Regions from separate parts of the Pan troglodytes genome. Here region 2 is linked to region 1. A link is a contact called in public HiChIP or PLAC-seq data. All regions are on one chromosome and are shown on one strand. Each heading gives the region's core, a stretch centred on a gene start, on an enhancer-like site or on the middle of the called end of the contact. The rest is flanking DNA. Distances are from core to core; before and after follow the strand shown.

Region 1 (6,544 bases), core at 1,782-4,281:
CATAAAAAGATTACTAAAGATATACTTTGTTTTAGGCAAAAGTGTTTCTTTTCTGAGGAATAAAACAGATATATTAAAAAGTATATAATTTCTGAATAAAAAAAATCTACTAGCTGTCTCTTACTCTTCCTCAATCCCTGCCCCAAGGTAATATAAATGAACAATATATATTGGCTAATAAGCAAGCATTAACTCCCACTGGTAAATATGAGCAGTTCTTAATGTTAATTAAAATCAGTAGCTAAAGAAATTATATCAGAAGACTAATATTTCCTTTATGCTGTATTTTTTCTTTACAACTTTTAATAATATTGAATTATTATTGAAAGTATAATACAGTTATATCATCTTAACGAAAATGTTTTTGGTATAATAAGAGTCTATTAAAAATGCATTATGCTCAATTATTTGGTATGTATGTATGCTTGCTTAAGTATATGGAAACTCTTAGTGAATAATCCTTGCAGATATGATATGCATGAACAGTTGTTTACTTATTAGATACTCAGATGAATATACATATGTTAAGGAAATATCTTTCTTTGAAGTTATTTATCTTTTATATTCTTTTTCTGCCTTTAAGCATTTTATGAGAATCCTGTCATTTGTGTCTGTTAAGAACACATACGCAAAACAAAATTTGTATTTGAACACTTTAATGTAGGCTTTAGAAAGTTAAAGCTAAAAGCTCACATTTTAAAATTTATCTTTGTATGGTGTCTGTGTACATATATTTCCAAACTCTTTGAGATGTTCTAGAAAGGAATCAAATGTATTTATGGGTATGTTAATGCTGGTAATAGAGTACATGGGTTACAAACCTTTTCCATTTCTTTTGACCTTGTAGGAATAATAACAGCTCTGAATCACTATTTCTGTCCGGCTGTGTACAAACCTAGCTCCACTGTCTTCATAATCCTAACCCAGCATCTCTTTCATGCAACAGGCATGGACCTGCTTACCTTTCCCGTTTTCTACAAAAAGAAAAACCTGACCAGGGACGTTTATTCATACATTCCCCAAATCAACACATAGAAATATTTTGGGTTAAGTCTAAAAAATTCTTATGTCCAAAAATGGAAGCTTTTCTCTTTTTTTTTTTTTAACTTTTAAGTTCAGGAATACATATGCAGGTTTTTTATGTAGGTAAACTTGTGTATGAGGGTTTGTTATACAGATGATTTCATCACAAGGTCTTAAGCCTAGTACCCATTTGTTATTTTTCCTGATCCTCTCCCTCCTCCCACCCTCCACCCTCCACCCTCTACCCTCCAATAGGCCCCAGTATGTGTTGTTCCCCTCTATGTGTTCATGTGTTCTCATCTTACATCTTAGCCTTTAGAATTTATCCCTCTTTTTGGGTGGGGGGGGCGGTGAGGGAGGAGAGGGAATTGATGTAGGAGAGTTCTAGGGTGGGTTTAGAAATCTCACATCACTTTATGCCTATATTAATAACAAATAACCACCAAGTAGTCTATTGTTGAATTAAAGATGAAAGCTGTAGTATCCATGAAAACAAAAATTTGTAAAAGACATGAAAGAACATAACAACTTTATATGTATAATGTTTTTGTCTGTTGAAGAGCTGCAGAAAATTACTTGATGTTTAGTGCCAGCTGCAGTAGCATGCTAAACTGCACATGTTCCACCAAGGAAAAAACAAGTCCTCATTCCTCGTGGATAGGCACACAAATTTGACTTTTCACTATCACCTATCTAAGCAGGCACCTGTTATTACTCATGTGGGATAATACTCCATTTCCATTGGAGATTTTTGTGAGAAGTAACTCATAATTGTTAATGCAACAAAATGTGTGTCCATACAATTAGCATGAATGTAAATATGTCCATCTACATTTTATTTCCTTCTGGATGTTAGCGAAATACTGTTATATGTAAGAAGGGGGTTTTTGTTGTTGCTGCTGTTCTTTGATTCTTAAAGATTTTAGTAGTCTTGCCATCATTATGCTTCTTTAAAAACTCAATAGTAAGCATTTTAGAACTTTTTCTAAATTTGAATAGTTGAAGTTTCAGCTTCTGTTTTAACCAGAATTTATTGTAAATGGCCAAAATACCTATCTACTGCTAAACATCATTCTGGAATTCTGTTTATGCCTGCTAAACTATTGCATTTGCATCTTCATCCTTTTAAAGATGGAGCAACTTAAATGCACATAGGAATCTTTTTATAAAAGCATAATTATGTCTTGTGCTTTTTAAAATGCAAAACTAGTCCTATATGCGTTTTGGTTTATGTGAAAAAGTAATTCACAAATGGACTTCTCTATAAATACATGTTTTAAATAGCCTTGAATTTTTCTTGCCTTGTACTTTTTATGTAAATAAAATTAAGCAATTGTTTATCTTATTAATTTGCTTTTTATTAGAAGCTTATTTGATACATACATACCCAGTCCTCCTGGCTTTTTGGTTTTTCCTGTTTATCATTTTTATTTGTATGGATGTTTTCTTTTTCATTGTGATTTCTTTTTTGCCCCCATTTATGTGTCATCTATGACAAAAATTGCTGTTAATAAATAAGTGACACTATGTCACAAAACAAGAAGCTGACTTTACCTGTTTGGCACATATATCACTCTCTAGATACCTAATTTGTCTTTTAAAAATAACTTAAATTTTCTTATAAGATTTATCAGAGAAAATATATCTTGACTTAAATTTTATAAAATATATTTAGTGTTTTTTAATATTTGAATTTTGTGTTGCATTTTTTTCCAAAGAGAGGATGTATATTTATTTGTTCTTCAGATTTAGGATTCAATATTCAGAATATGCATGGTAAAAGTTATAGCATTTTCAAAATCAGTCTCTAATACAGGCTAAATATACTAATTTCCTAATAACAATAAAAACAGAAAGTGTCTAAAAATTCTTTACCGGTTGAATTATAATTTTGGTTGTATTTGAAAACCTTCAGACTTCGTTCTGGCCATTCCACTTTAGCCATTCAGGCCATGCTGCCTGTATTGTGTATTCAGCAGTTCCTATTAGATGTCTTCACAGTGAGTGATTCTGCAGGGCTTGCTGACACCCGCTTCATGCATGGCCTGCTGTGCTGGGTGGAATTTTTTTTCTGAGCTGCCTGAAACATTAAAGACATCTTGGCCATGTCAGTCTGTGTACAGTGTGTGTGCATGTGCCCTCACATGTGCACATTCCTGAGCAAGTCAGTATTAAATAAATGATGTGGGTGTGCTTTTATATACATGTAAAGTCTAAAATTTGAATAATGATGAATTTATCATGTATTACAACATATATTTTTAATAATTTAGTTCAGCTAACATTAGCAACTTTTCTCTAGCTTTTATTGTCTGTGGTTATTGACACTAGGGGGCACTGCTTATCCTTGGTTGCATCTTTCTTCAGGAAATGAATAAAAATACTCAGCTGATTTCTGTGCTCTCACTTTAATTAACAATTGAATTTAGAGAACTCTAGGCTGTTTGATCCTTTGTTATTTTGGTTTTATTTCTAATGCCTATATGTAGTGCTAACAAAGGGGGTTGGAGCTATTGGTTCTCACAAATAAATAGAGTATCCAGTGTCCCATACAGTAACTTTTTCTTCCATTGGAAATGTCATTCTTGGCAAAACCAGAAGGGCAAGTTTGCCCAGTGATGAGGCTTAGATCCCTTGCCAGCTGTGCTTCTAGCCAGCAAGTGTGATGAACAGCTTTAGAAATCAAGTGAGAGAAAGCATTCAAGAGTTAGTGTGATTCATTTGGATAAAGGTCAAAAGAAAGATAAGCAAAGGATTAAGAATGAAGAGCACAAATAGCAATAATTTGTACCTTTTTACTTATAAAAATTACTGTCAGTGATCCTATTTGTAATTTTTCACATGTTCGTAGTTCAAAAGTAACTTAAAGTCTTTTAAAACTATATTAAAGATTGCATTTCATTCTCTATTTCAGCTGATCATTTAAAAATGAAAGAGAAAAATTGATGTGCTACCATTCCTAACTCTATTTATAGATTAGAGCTGTGGCTACTAGTTGAAAATCAAGTGACAACATAATTAAGTAAACATTTTCAATCGATAATTATAGCTTGAAATCTTTTTAAAATATAAAGATTTGCTCCATTTATTTTTTAGAATTTTAGTGTCCATTCTAAGCCTAAATATTCATGTTTCAATCTGTAGCACCACCTGTAATCTCTAAGGACATTAATAACATTTTTGTTTTAATACACACTTTTAAAATAAAACTCCCTCCTCTCCCGTCTTGTCCCCCATCTTCCAAATGTAGAAAGCAATCAGTAGCCTAAGGAATATAGACAACTATTTTACACTGTTCTCCTAATTAATTAAACATCCCAGAACTGGTAAAATTTTATATCCTTCTCCTCTAGAGTTATAGCTGTATCTGTGTGTGTGTGTGTGTGTGTGTGTGTGTGTGTGTGTGTGTGTGTGTGTGAAAATATGCAGTTAAATCATGCCCTATTTTTATTAGCTAAAGGTATTGATTTTTAACATGAGTAATTTGAATAAAGTATTCTTGCAGATTTTAAAGTTTTCGTAGCATATGTTTTACATCCTGACTGAAAAGGAACAAAAAAGATTACCACTATAGTCAAGCTTGGTCTAAACACCAGTAAAATAACTGAGTATTATAAACACATGGGCAGTTTTAAATAAAATTTTTAAATACCTTTGCTTTGTAGCACATTAAATTGATTTCTCCTATATAGGTACTTCAATTAGAAATTATTTAAAATTTTTCAAAGAGAAATAGATATGTGCATTATCCTAGGTTGATTTTTTCTGTTCGCATTTTTCAAAGTGATTTTTTGATAGTGCTTATTGAATAACATATACTTTTGAATATATTTTTAGTGACTAGTTTTAAATAATTACCTGGAAAAAATATATCCCAAGATAATATACAGTTCAGGGGGAAATGCTGTTATTTTTCATGCTGGTATTTTTTTTCTAATTATTTCTATATAACATCATAAAAACATTAGCCAATGTAGGTTCATCTCAGATCTTTAGTAATAGATCTGTGACTTACTAATAATAGATACTACCTAGTTAGACCTTATCAGTTCATAAACAAAACAGTGATTAATCAATATGGGGCAGCTTTTGTTATATTCAACGCTTTATAATTTGAAATGTTAGTTTCCTGGTACTAACCATGTACAAGCAATCAGATGCCAGCCCATTTATAATAGGTTTTTCTCCTCCTAGCAGGATGTTGCTTTTGGCTATAAAAAGTTAATTTCAGATCCTGATATAGTTGCATTAATTTTTGAGACATTGGCTAGGTGTAGTACAGCAAAGAATAACATGAACATCACACCACTGTGCTGTAGCTAATTGTTTATTACCTCAAGCCAGAGAAGCAGTGTTAATGTGAAGGCTGTAGTATGTCTATAGAAAAGATGGAAACTGACAGAAAGGGTCTTAGAGACAGCTTCGTAAGAGTCTTGAAAGAGGACCATAACAAGGAGAGGGGGAAAGAAAACAACAACAACACTATCTAAAGGGATATATTTTGATACTTACAGTTCTGGATATCTTTGTAATTTTTATGATTGAAATAAATTATTATCTTGAATAACAGACCCCATTCTCTATCCAAACATCTTTGCTTCAGAATGGGAAAGCTCATTGCAATGTTATCTTTTCAGGACCATAAGTGTTCTCTAAAAAACATATGACTGAGATGTTCATCAGCTGGGATGTTTGTTGCAATTCACCAATAAATTTGAATAATTTGACATAATTTCTGACAAAGATGAATGTTTCCACATTCATTTCCATAGTAAGGCAGTATCTACATGAAGAAACCAGTTTGACTGACTTGACCTGCCAAATTGATCAGAAAAAGAATAAAACAACAGCCATCCAGTCCATGGAATTAAAGCAGTTTATGTGTACAAACCACCTTGGTGGCCTGTCAACCCAAGACTTACATAAAAGTAAATCACTTTGGAGCCTGTAGTATTACAAGGAAGGAAAGTGCTAGGACATACCATCAAGGAACTAAGGCATATGTGCTCTTAGGTAGTGCACTGTAGCATAGAGTGAAGGAGAGGCATTATCAGTTGTGGAACTTGGAGTCTGATACTGGTGTTATCCCATGTCACACTAGAGGTGACACCTAAGTCACTTTATCTGTTTTCTCATCCATACAAAAAGCAATTGGATTGGATAATTTCTAACATTCTTGACAATTTTTCATTCTTCTATGTGATGGTACAGGTGGAGCCATGCCATTATTACAAATAATATTTAAATGGTTTCAGTAAACCATGATGTTACTTATAAATTCACTTTTATATAAAAGGCCATAGGAATATAATTGCCCTGTATTTATAACGATTGGAATGTAAATCTTAAGGCAGTAGAGTCTAACCCACCCACTCCCAGACTGAATAAAAAGTGGCATCAATTACCTTCTAGAAACATTTAATTGAATTACTGGAAAACTCAGCAGTGAGTTTATTGTCCTTTTTTGTTTGAGGAGAAAGGGGACTAATAGATCATAGTATGTGCTGGTGGTTGTGTGGGA
Region 2 (6,046 bases), core at 371-2,870, 180 kb after region 1:
AATAGAGACACACATTTGATAACCCTATCCAGAAACTGGTCCTCCTAGATCTACCCACAAATATCATTTAAAGCAGGTATGTCTGAGCATATGTAGAACTGCTCACTTAGGTTTGGAAAATATAAATGCCTCCAAATTCAAAAGAATCCTTTAAGATTGTCATTTGAATAAATCAGTAAAAATATAATAATACCTAGATGTTATGTATTATAACACCTATTGATGCAAGCAGGCATATATATATAATTTTCCCCCAAGAATTCTATGAAGAATTGTCAAAATCCACCTAGCACTTTAGGATTTAACAAGATAAACCTACACTCATCCCTCCTTCCTATTGAGTAACAATGAATTTTGCCCAAAATGAGTAAGCAAATAAAATGACCTCATTTTTAGTCTGAGTTGGGGGATATGACTTTAATACTGGGTCTTAGTTTCAAATTCAGGTTCATGAGGCCAGTCTGCAGAGGAAAGGAGGATAGGGAGAATCCTTGGGAGGGCACTGATAAAGAGAGAGGGGTTCTCTAGTAGGGCCAGCTCCCACAGCTAAGTCAGGCACAGACTGTAGCTTTCTGCTCTCTGGCCGACAGCAGCCATAGCATCCTTATTGTTGTAACTCCTAGATTGTGATACTGTCACAAAACTGTTGCTAGGCAACAAATGTGGTTACCAGGTCTCAGCGAATAGCTGAAGGGGAAAGCAAAGTGTTGCACCATTGTAGAGTAACCATAGCAATGACCTACTATTACAGACTAAAGAATTATCATTAACAATGTTAAAGTATCAGACTGAGGCCCTGAATCCGGAGACTTCCAAGCGGTATCTCTCTGCATAATTGAGTGATCTAGGAAGAGATTTCAACTGTTTAAAAGCTATTCACTCATTATTTCTGTGGAAGTCTGTAATTATTTTAATTTTTAATTTTAAAAAGTGCTCATTTATGAAGCCACTGGTAAAATGCTACATAAGCCATCACAGGGAGTCAAAAATAGCTAAATGTATTTCCTCATATGTTCTTATGCTTGCATCCGTGTTATCCGCTGCCTGTGTTAAACTGAAGGTCGATCTGATTTGAAAACATGCTGTACATTAGTATTACATCGAAACCACAGAGAGAAGCTGTAGTAAAATAAAGTAACCCCATAAATTGACAACTAACCTGCATTTTCTAAGTTGAATTCCTCCTGACAAAATGGGAGGCCTAGATGCTCTTTTAGTAGTCACGGCTTTGAAACCTTTTTTTTAGCTGTTCTAAATTTGCCCCTTAAAATCTGTAAAAATGTCGCCCGCCAGGACACTTCAAGGCGTAATCCCTTTTGAATGCGGTCCTTCATTAAGCGTCCCGTATGATTTGGTCTCAGTGACCTAGCTGAGGTAATCGTGTCTAACAGCACAGCTTCCGGGAGACGCAAGAAAAATCATTCCCCCTTCCCCTCCACACCACCCCCTTGGGAAGCAAGGAAACAGGCGCTGTGCGATCCCGCACGCAGGGGAAACCAATCCCCGCGCGCGCCGAGTCTCGGGAGTGGGTGGTTTCCCGGAGGGAGAGGGAGTGGCCCTTCCCGCCCAGCGCTTCCATTGGCCCGGAGAGGCGGAGGCCTCGGGCGGCCAGCCGCGCCTCGGGCGACCCCGGGACAGATCCGGGCCGCGTCCCCGCGTTGGGAGAGGGATGGGGACTGAGGCCGGAGACGCCTAGACGCCGCGGATAGCGAAGTCTGAGTTCCTCTGAGCCAGGGGGCAAGTGACCCCGCAGCCCTAGTTGTGCCCTGGGAGTCGGCTGGCCCGCGCCCGCGAGGGGGCGGGGGTCCTGGCTGAGGGGCGGGGCGCGGGCGGCTGAGGCGGGGCGCAGGCGGGAGGGGCGGGGAGGGGCGGGACCGGGTGGTCGGGAGCCGGGGCTCGGCCTGGCCCTCGCCGCCCTCACCGCGCCCGGCCCCGCGTGGCCACCTGGTAACCGAATGTGTGGTTCTTTGCAGGCACCGACCGTCACGAGCTAACTTCCTGGAAGAGCTTTCCGTCTATTTTCAAATTCTTTACCGAAGCCTCAGAGGCCAAGACCAGCTCCCTGAAGCCGGCTGTGACGCGCCGCTCGCACCGCATCAAGCACGAAGAGCTGTAAGAGGAGCGAGCGCGACGGGGGAGGCCGCCCTGGCGCACGCACCCGCACGCCTCCTCACTGCTTGTGTCGTCGAGCGGACTCCCAGCCCCTCATTAGATTGTTTTCTTCCCAGAGCACAGGGTCGTGATATATACATCTAAATAGCGTTTTGCATTATTTCTAGATGAGTGCAACTGTCAAAGCAATATGGGTTCACTGGTCGTGCTTCCTGCGGGCTGAGCGCGGGCTGAGCGCTGCCAGTCAGCGCTCACATTAAGGCTGACAGCGCCCTGCCTGGCGCGGCCGGCGAGGCTCTAATTGCCCTGACGGAGACCGCGCGGGCGCTGCGGGTCCGGCGGCGTCGGCGCGGTCCTAGTGCCCGCCGTAGCGGAGCCGCTGCTGCTTCCCCCTCCTTAATTATGTCCATCTTTCCCCGCTCTCAACTGGAGCAAACTTCTATTCCAGACTTCAGATTTCCATTTTCACTAGGTTTTTCCCTGAGGGCATCTTATTACCCACCTCTTTTTTTTTTTTTTTTTTAAGGAAGTTCCACACACACTCCAAAGCCGATTTCAAATTCAGAACCTGAATGCCATGATGTACCATGTAGTTTGGGGAGTGCAAATTGTTCTCTCCCTGTTTTCATTTCGGGACCAGAAAAAAAACAACTCTGCATAAAAATCTATAAAGTGCTGAATCCGCATTACTGCTGAAAATCCTTTTGCCAGCTAATTGTGAGAGTTTACACAAGTCTCTGATTTCAGAAGAGACTGTTAAAACCAAAACAATGATGGGCAGCTCTTTTAAGTGTAGGTGTGAAAGGTCCCATTTTCAATGGAATTTCCAACTGTTATCACTGGGATTGACTTTACTTTTTAAACACATAATGTGTACTGAGTGGCATTGTAATTTAGATATAACACACTTAAGTTTTGCTTTTTAAATCTCTCTGTAGAGAAAGATTGTTGTTGTTAATCCTTTCCAGAATGATCTATTCTGAGCTTTCCTGGAGTTAGGCCCTTCTAGGGAGAGAATTTTTTTATTGTCATCAGGAAACGAAACCTTTGTGCTCTGCAGCCTTTTTCTTCTGAAAGGCTAAGTGGGGCTAAAATTATCCTTTTAGTTTTCTGCTTTAACAAGAAGAGAAGGACTTGGTGTGAAAGAATTTCTTCTCTCAGTCCAATGGTATAATTTTTAGCACTCCGCTTCCTCTGTAGGGTTTAGCCCTACAGTTTGAACAATTAAGTATTTTAATCCAGCTAAGATGTGGCCAACACTGTGAAATACAGGAGATGTTAAGGTTTTGCTGACTTTTAGATTAAAATCTTAAAATTTCACATTATATTTTAATTACTTGACAAGTTTAATTACCTAGTAAAGATTGTTTCTAATAGATGAGAACATAAATTTAATAGTTTTCATCCTTTTTTAAAGTGTGTGCAACAATTAATATGCCTGCCTTATTTGAGGACATGATAAAATGTACCCAAAATGACTTCGAACTGTCTAATGCCTCAGAAAAGTAACTTAAAATCAACCACTTCGTGCTTAAATGTTTTTATATTATGAACCGATTTCAACAAGTTTTAAAGCTGTTAATATCTCATTGCTGTGTTTGACATACAAGTACATTCATTGGTTCTATAGTCTTAATGATGACAAATTAAAGATGTTTTTTCAGTGCTCAGGTATGCATATATTTTCGTGTTACTTAAGCAAAATCAACTATATAGGAGGAAAAATAAAAATGGCATTTTATTCAGCTACCAGATGGCTTAAAATGAGTAAACCCCAACAACATCAAGCACATTTGTCTGTGATATTGACCCTTTTTATCCAATCATTACTATTTTAGAAGTAGTGGTGAACTGTGTAAAATAATGGTATCTTCAGCAGTGTTCCGGAATCTTAGTTGAGGGACAAACATTCCTTCCAGTGAGAGATTCAAGAATTGATGTGAATTGAATATATTTTTCAAGGTATTATAAATTGTGTTGTGTTTTCAGTATATGAAAATGTTGACAGGAAACAATTTTATAGCATTTATAAAAAACCAACACTTGTGCAATGCTAAATTGGCGAAGCTTCTGCACCTGAATTAGAGCACAATAAATATGCTGTTTATAAACCAAATCACTGCTATTCCTTCTCTCAAATCATCTCTCCTCTTTTTAAACCTTTACTTATAGCTAGAATAAATCACTATTTAATTGCCTCTAATACTTTAAAACTACTGGATGGTTAGGCCTTGTTTAACTATTTATGGAGAGCTATTTGCAAACTTAAGTTGTGTAAATGTAATTTCTACTTGTGAATCTGAGCTGTAGCAGCCCAGAGGGAGCTAGGCAAACTATTCCAGACCACCAACTGATAAGTGATCAGATTCTTTGTAATGTAGGATTTTTTAACCTGTTGATTATGGGTTTGTTGATATAAATGTAATAATGTTCACCTCGATTTTCCTGGAGTAACAACCAGCAGTTGGTAGTAGCCCACCTGCATGAGGACGGCCAGTGTTAACAATATTTTTGTTCTGATCTTCTTCTTCCCCATTTTTGTTTCCTCAAACCGGTTTTTAGGAGAGTGGAGATTTAAAGTCAGGATGTGGCCTTTTTATTTTAATTATATACTTAATTCTTAGAACAAGTAGAATGGGAAAACAGTGACTGATAAATCTAAGATTCAAAATAGTCCTGTCGAAACTTAAAGGCCAGATTATTGCTTTGGAGCTTTCTGTAGGTACTAGCCATCCCGTCGTTAAATGTTTTCATGGATATTTGAAAAGAAGACCATGTACCTTTAATAACTGTTCTTTTCTCGAGTTTCTGCCTTGTGCTTTGACCTGGATTGCATTATTATTGTTTATGCGAAGTAAAAAAAAAAAAGGAAAGCACAAGCTTTTCCTGTATATTATATTTCCATTTCCATTTTAAAATAAAAACAATTTTCCCAACAACAGCGGTGTTATTATTCTTGCTCAGAAGAATTCTTGCTTATTCACCAATTGCATAGAGACTTTTTAAAGCAAAAACATAAAAGGAAGGATGAGACAGCATCCGTCAATATTTTAAACTTTCTGGCTACTTTTTATTTCTGTTAGTATTGCTGTAAGGTAATATCCTAACTTTAGTTGAGTCACTATTTGGCTTGCACCTTTTACAAAGCTAACATTTCTAAGACAGTTGTTTTTAATATCTTAAATATCTCCTTAGCAAGGAAATCTGAACAACCTATCAATTAAATTGTTGTTTTATAAAATACACTTGAATATGCCATAAATAAATGTGTTTTCCAAGAGGAGTCTGGTGAGTTTAAGTTGCCTCCAAGTTCATGTATATAGGTTCTTGATGTACTGTGTTCGATCTGAAAATAACTTACATTTCTTTTACAGCTTTCTTAAAACCTTTAGCCCCTTTTAGAGATATGCTAACTATATTATCCGTGCTAATAAGTTAGATTTTGTTTGTTTCTCTGGATTATCTGCGGTTCAATCCAAACACGTGTGTCTCTTGTTATAATCATATTTTTTACTGTAAACTGACAGGTTCCTGTTGGTGTCTGTAATCCTAATTCATTTAAGAAAGAGTACTACTACAGAAAGTGTAAAAATTTCTCAAAAACTTTCCACATGCCCCTCTGGAGAAAAAAAATGTCTTTAAATGTGAGACACTCTCATCTTTGAAATATGGGTGGCAAAAAGGGGGATGATGGTGGTGGTTATTTTATTATTACTTATTAGTGGCCATAATAATATAAAATAAAAGACTCCAGGAGGTACTCCCTTTCAAAAATTGAATACTTTCCTTCCTTCCTTATATAGAATGACTGAGTGGGAGTCTCTTGAATTGTTCGTCTTCCTTTTATCTAATATTCTATTAATCTCCAAAAAGATCAGTTTGAGTCTGGGAAAGGGTTTTTAATCAACACTTCACAGAGCTTAAAGCTACCCTA

Evidence for each region. HiChIP or PLAC-seq counts read pairs in DNA pulled down with a chosen protein or histone mark.
Region 2: a contact with region 1 is called in an H3K4me3 HiChIP or PLAC-seq map of stem cell-derived excitatory neurons, with 8 times the contacts expected there. The contact joins two enhancer-like sites. A contact is called at or near these places in 3 of 7 Hi-C or Micro-C datasets (induced pluripotent stem cells and stem cell-derived neural progenitor cells), 1 of 1 datasets of contacts at active chromatin or transcription factors (stem cell-derived excitatory neurons) and 1 of 1 other capture datasets (stem cell-derived neural stem cells).

The regions. Positions count from the first base shown.
Region 1 is chr4:22,331,385-22,337,928 of NHGRI_mPanTro3-v2.0_pri, forward strand. The region is part of intron 6 of ARB2A (ARB2 cotranscriptional regulator A); the gene reads left to right. Among named protein-coding and RNA genes, the nearest start is that of POU5F2, 59 kb to the right of the region's middle. Within about 2 kb of position 3,032, at least 5 of the 24 cell types and tissues checked have an H3K27ac peak or open chromatin away from gene starts, as enhancers often do. A contact at or near this core is called in stem cell-derived excitatory neurons, where this site is marked.
Region 2 is chr4:22,513,026-22,519,071 of NHGRI_mPanTro3-v2.0_pri, forward strand. ARB2A (ARB2 cotranscriptional regulator A) reads left to right here. Exons shown (of 9, transcript XM_063810257.1): 9 at 1,974-5,051. The coding sequence ends at 2,116. Among named protein-coding and RNA genes, the nearest start is that of NR2F1, 37 kb to the right of the region's middle. Within about 2 kb of position 1,621, at least 21 of the 24 cell types and tissues checked have an H3K27ac peak or open chromatin away from gene starts, as enhancers often do. A contact at or near this core is called in stem cell-derived excitatory neurons, where this site is marked.